Regions from separate parts of the Mus musculus genome. Here region 1 is linked to region 2. A link is a contact called in public capture Hi-C data. All regions are on one chromosome and are shown on one strand. Each heading gives the region's core, a stretch centred on a gene start, on an enhancer-like site or on the middle of the called end of the contact. The rest is flanking DNA. Distances are from core to core; before and after follow the strand shown. Region 1 has its middle 160 kb from the start of Gm24070. Region 2 has its middle 5.6 kb from the start of Gm35189.

Region 1 (2,956 bases), core at 192-2,691, 910 kb before region 2:
ATGTAGTCCAGTCTGGCCTTAAACTTGCTAGGTGGCAGAGATGAGTCTTGAGCTCCTGATAGTATTACTTCTACCTCCCAAGGGCAGATAAGAGGCATGAACCACCACAAATAGCATGACATTTTCTCTGATTAGATTCAAGCACATGTGAATAAAAACCTATTCCTTTATGTTAAGGCTTCAGGTGGATTCCAGAGGACCATCCTGGGCATGGGTGGATTTGTCCAGAAGGAGGTTCACTTGATGTCAATTGTCTTCAGACAATTTTTTTTTGCTGGTGTGAGACTTTCCTTGGGGCCTTGGGAGGAAAGGGTATGTTGTGGGCACTCCTGGCATCTCACAGCACCCAGCTTACATGCTATGTGCTTCTGGGATGAAGGTTCCCCTTGATGCAAACTTTTTGTCACCTGAAACTAGTGCTTTCGTTGGAAGGGGTTCAAGGAACTGATGTCCATCTCCCTGATGACCTTCATATGTTTTAAAATCACAGGGGGAGAACTGGGAAATACTGAAGTAAATCCATATGCTTATCCCTTCAGCATCATATTTGAGAGATACAGCAAGGGGAAGGCTCATTTTGTTTTTTTCTTCTATCAACATAAATTCTGCTCAAATATCTGGTTCAGTTTCCTTAGTAATTTATGCATTCTCAGCTCAGTGATTTTCTGCAGAACCAGCCTTTTATGAGAAACTAGAATTTTCCCGGGGAGAAAATTGCTTTCTCTGTCACTATACTCTATATTTAGTGCATAACCACCTGTGTGACACGACCTGAGATTTCACATCTAAGAGGAGGGAGATGTGCCTTGAAAGGACATCCTTCTGTGGTGGTTAAGGGCAAAAATTTGGGGGTCAGCCTGCCTAGGCTTGATCCCCACTTTTCCACTTACTAGTGACATGATCTTGGGAAAATTGCATAACCCATCTGTGCTTCAGATTTTTTTCATTATAAATTAATGATAATAATAGTATCTATATCATGAAAATTATATGAGGTAAGGAAGGGTTCAGTTTTAGTAACTGTTATTAAGATTTATTGTTTTCTCATTGAAGAGATCAATATGGCCTCCTACAGTTTTAACAGTGGATGCTAAGGTTATAATAATGTTTTACATCAGAATACCTATTTATTGCTTACAAGACTTTTCTCTGCATATTGTCCAGCAGATAAGGAAATTGAGAGCAAAGGCTGAGGCAAAGGGAAGCTGGGGATGTGGGTTTGAGCATGTGAGTTTAGTGCCCACAGAGGCCAGAAGAGGGTGTCAGATCCCTTGGAGCTAGGGTTATAAAGAAAAGGCTAGGTTGATTTCATGACAGGCTTCAAATTGGCAGTTCAGGAGACAAGGCCTAAATCTCTGTTTATAAGAACTGGGCAAGTCCAGGCAAAGTCCAGGCCTTAGAAGTTGCTCTGCAAGTTGCCTGAGGCAAGGACAATGAGTCAGCAGCAGTTTCCAGACTTCCTTAGCAACAGTTTCCAGCCCCCCAGTGCCTGGTAACTGTTCTGGAAAGTCCCTAGAGATGGAGCAGGATGAAGGTCACCTATCCGGGAATTCCACTAATGTGCTGTAAATGTGGCCTGGGAGCTCACTTGGTTATCTCTTTATCTTGGTAATTGGGAGACCCCAGCATGCTGGATTTCTGCAGCATAAAACACTCTTTGCTTTTACACACTATTTGAGTCCAGGGTATCTCTCACTCTTCGGAAAATCATGGTCCCTTAGAATAAGTATTTGTGAGCCTCCAGTTATGGTTGCCAGGAACCAAACCTGAGTTCTCTGCAAGTGCAGTACACACTCTGGAGCACCAAATCATCTTTCAGCACAAGATGGATTAGTTTTTAAGGAGAGCTGCTGAATACAGAGTTAAGTCTTCTCATCCCAAGTTTATGTCATTTCCTCGAGTGAGGATGTTATTCAGTTAGGTGTTGATAACTTCCCTCTTAAATGATCCTGCTACTGAAATCTCTCATTATATTAAGACAGTGCCACCAAAGAGCATCCACAACTGTCCCTGTCCCTTTCTGTTTATTGTTAGTAAGGTAGCAGTTGCTGCACTAACAAGCAAACATGAAAGTTTCAGTGACTCAACGCAAGTTAGGTCTGACCCAGAGCCTGTCAGTGTTCTCGACTGGGCAGCCACTCTGGGACATAGGCATCTTCCTCTCTTGGGGCCCTAACTTTCTTTCTTTCTTTCCAGGTTGAGTTGGTAAAAGGTCACTGTGGGGGTCACAGGGATATTTCTACCCATTTGTTTTTAGCCACACCAACTCAGAAGTAGCATATGTAACTTCCTCTTGCATTTCAATGGCTAATGTTAGTTGTGTAGTTCAGATAAGTGTGAGTAAGCCTGGGGTAGGGAGGCTCCAACTGGATTGTCACTTGTTGAGAACCCTCTAGAAGTCATGGATTTGTGTGGTGATCAGCTTATTGTTTCTGCCACACCCATCTGCCACTCTATCCAGTCACTGCCACTATGCCTTTATTTTGTCTCTAAAATGTCTTTCATACTCTGTTTCTATCCCCACAGCCATCACCATGGTCTAGGCCTTGCTGTCACATAGTAGTACATTATCACAGCTACTTAAGCGATTCCTCTGCTTCCATTCTTTGTACTTTTCCGTCTCTCTCACATGCCACAGCCAGATTAATCATCCAGAATTATTCTTTTAAAATGCTATATTTCAATGGCTCTATTCAACAACAATGGCTGGGTTCCTGTCTATGTAAAACACGGGGCTAGATATTGAAGAGGCTCCTACATAAACAGTGCTTGGTTCCTGAATTTAAGTTGCTTGTAGGTAGATGGAATTAACATAGTACTGTGAACTGGGGACTGAAGCAAACAGTAAGCACCTGGAGAGGAATAGCTGCGAACTTCCACTTGTTTACAAGGAGGAGATGCTAATTGCTCACAGATGGAGAACAATCAGTTAAGAAAAAAAAAAAAAAGAAACAAA
Region 2 (2,700 bases), core at 143-2,642:
TGACTGACTTACAATCATCTGTGACTCCAGTTGCAGGGGACCTGACACCTTCCTCTGACCTTTGCAGGCAGCAGACACACAAGCGTATGTAGGCAAAACATATAGGCATGTAGGCAAAACGAATATACAAAGTAAAAATCTTTTAAAATTCAGAACCTAATTTTTAAAAGTATAATGTTGTAAGTGCCCCTAAAACTGCTTTTTCTGTCATCTCCTGGAGCCTTGCCTATGATCCCGTGCCCATACAGCCTGGTGCTCAGCAGAATGTTCCCGTCAAACCTTTGAGACAGCGTTGTGTAATTCCTGCCTCCCTTACATTCTGCTAGGCCAATTCCCACCACCCGGCCTCTCCTGGCCTGTCTGCTCCGCTAAGAGCTTGGAGTTTGGCTTGCTTTTCTGTGCCTGAGCTCTGGCCTGGAATTTGCTCCATGGCAGAAATCTGGAACCACCTAGTATCTGATTACCTCATCTGTCCCTTTTCAACCGATTTCTGAACCTTCGATAACTTTGTTCCACCTTCTCTAGTTTTCTGGAAGCTTCCGTGGAGAGCTGGCCCCATGTCTGTGGGCTTTTGATAACTGGAATACTCTTTTAACCCCCTTGCTCTGTTTGAAACAAAAGGCCCTGGATTTTAGCCATCCCAGGCCCTGGGGAGTAAGCAGGGCTCACCTTTAGCCTGGCAACATGGGCCTTCTGAGGGTTCCAGAACTCTGACCTTAAACTCCAGCGCTAAACAACACGTTGCCCTCCCCACGCTTCCAAAGAATGAAAGGGAAGCATTATATTTTTAGCTTAAAAGTCCTGGCTTTCAAGGGTTGGTATAAATTAACATGGCGGAAGGGGGTACATCCTAAGCCAAAATGTTAACAAGGACAATGGGCCTCTGAGAAATCAACTTCTAGTCTTTTTTTTTTCCTGGACTTTCCAAATTTTAAATAAATGAACAAGGGCTATCTTTAGAAAACAGAACAATGTCCCATATTTGTGGTCCCCTCCCACTGGCTGACTTTTCTTTGTGCTTTAGTACAAATATAGGCCAGGGTGTGACTGATAGTTGATAGCTCGCCTGGGTGTGGATCCTCCCTTCCCTGTCTCCCAGAAGAAGGTTCTTTGAAGAGCTTCCGTGTTTGTCCAGCAAATGACTACAGCCTAAGAAAACTCAACTTTCTCAGAAAAAATTTCCAGACATTTCTGATTACAGCCAAGTCTCCAAGAGAAGCCTGAGGGAAGGAGTCCTGAGGAGAAAATGTTTTGTTTCTGACCAGGGGCTTGGGCCCCCTCACCCCCTCGGGCGCCCCACTCTGACCCCACCCGTCCCACCCACACCTTAGTAGCCTTTGCTCTCTATCAGCTCAAGCCCAACAGAGGGTAGCCCTTCTACTGTGATACCCAGCTGCTGTCACTCAACGCCTGCGTCCCCTTTAAAAATGAAAACAAGTTCCTCAGACTCCAGAGCAGGAACTCTGGAGACGTTAGCATATTCTGGCAAGGCGCCTGATGGATAATAGATAACAGGTTATCCAGGAAATAATTAGAAGCCTGCGCCCACACGGATCGGTTGCACACACTGACCCCTGTCATTCAGGATGTGGCCCTGACAGTAAGAACCCTTTCTTCTTTCGCTTTCAGGCGTCAGAAAAATGTCAGGCTTCTCTCCTGCCTTTATGCGGTGACAAGTTAACAAATGCTGAGTTTCCAAAAGGCACTTATAAGACCCTCCGAAGCATGAGTTCTCACGAGTCTGGGGAACCAGTAGGTTCCCTCCCATGAGCCCCTGGGCGGGGCGGGGTAGGGGAAATCACTTCCTCAGCCTCGTGCTGCTGTGTAAGGAGTCCTTGCTTCCTTCTCTCCACCCCTCCCTGTTTCTTTCCACCCCTTGCCTGAAGTTCTACCCCTGACCAGCTACTTTCAAAGTCCATGCCTGGCTGCTGAGCAGAGTCTAAGTAGCCACCCGGACTCTTCTCCAGCTGGGGACATTACCCCACACCCCACACCCCCAATATGCACCGATTTTGTTTGCTCTGAGATTCGGAAGTATTCACTTTTGTTTGTTAAGTACAGTCTCTGTATGCATCCACTGCTGTAGATATGTTGATGCGGTTATGACAGTCCATGGCTTCCACCATCTTTATCTTTTTCTTTGGTGAGATGTGTGATCTGAATGTAGATAGGAACTGTGACTAAGGGACTTCCCTGCCTTCCCTGCATTGAGCAGATGAAGATTGCTAGTAAGTCTATTCTTGGATCCTAAAGGCAGTGGGTTCCATTTTTCTCTTTCTACATCTTTGAGTGGGGTTGCATGTTTGTTTGTTTGTTTGTTTGTTTGTTTGTTTTTCTGTTCTAAAATCAAGAGTAATAATAAAGACCCCTTACTCTGACCATGACATTTCGACCAACACATTGTGTGTACCTCTGAACTCGCTCCAAAGTCTCCCTTTATTCTCCTCATTTCACAGACCAGAAAACTGAATCTTGGGGCAACTAAAAGTAAAGTAAAAACTGGAGTTATCAGATCCTAAGTTCTATCATCACACAAGCCTATTGTCCTGCACAAACAAACAGGCAAACCTGGGCCAGGCAAACTACACCATGCTACTTCATTCACGTCTTATACCCATATACGCTAACTCTTTCAAGGAAAGAGACCTGTGCCCTGGAAGTTATTAAGGAAAGCCCTCCCTTGAGAAGGGTGGTGGGAAG

What was found. Capture Hi-C pulls out chosen DNA fragments and counts their contacts.
Region 1: a contact with region 2 is called in a capture Hi-C map of embryonic stem cells, with 4 times the contacts expected there. The contact joins two enhancer-like sites. A contact is called at or near these places in 2 of 115 datasets of contacts at active chromatin or transcription factors (embryonic stem cells and large pre-B cells) and 1 of 9 other capture datasets (embryonic stem cells).

What each region holds. Positions count from the first base shown.
Region 1 is chr12:77,968,681-77,971,636 of GRCm38.p6, reverse strand. No RefSeq gene overlaps it. Among named protein-coding and RNA genes, the nearest start is that of Gm24070, 160 kb to the right of the region's middle. Within about 2 kb of position 1,441, at least 41 of the 459 cell types and tissues checked have an H3K27ac peak or open chromatin away from gene starts, as enhancers often do. A contact at or near this core is called in embryonic stem cells, where this site is marked.
Region 2 is chr12:77,059,298-77,061,997 of GRCm38.p6, reverse strand. No RefSeq gene overlaps it. Among named protein-coding and RNA genes, the nearest start is that of Gm35189, 5.6 kb to the right of the region's middle. Within about 2 kb of position 1,392, at least 189 of the 459 cell types and tissues checked have an H3K27ac peak or open chromatin away from gene starts, as enhancers often do. A contact at or near this core is called in embryonic stem cells, where this site is marked.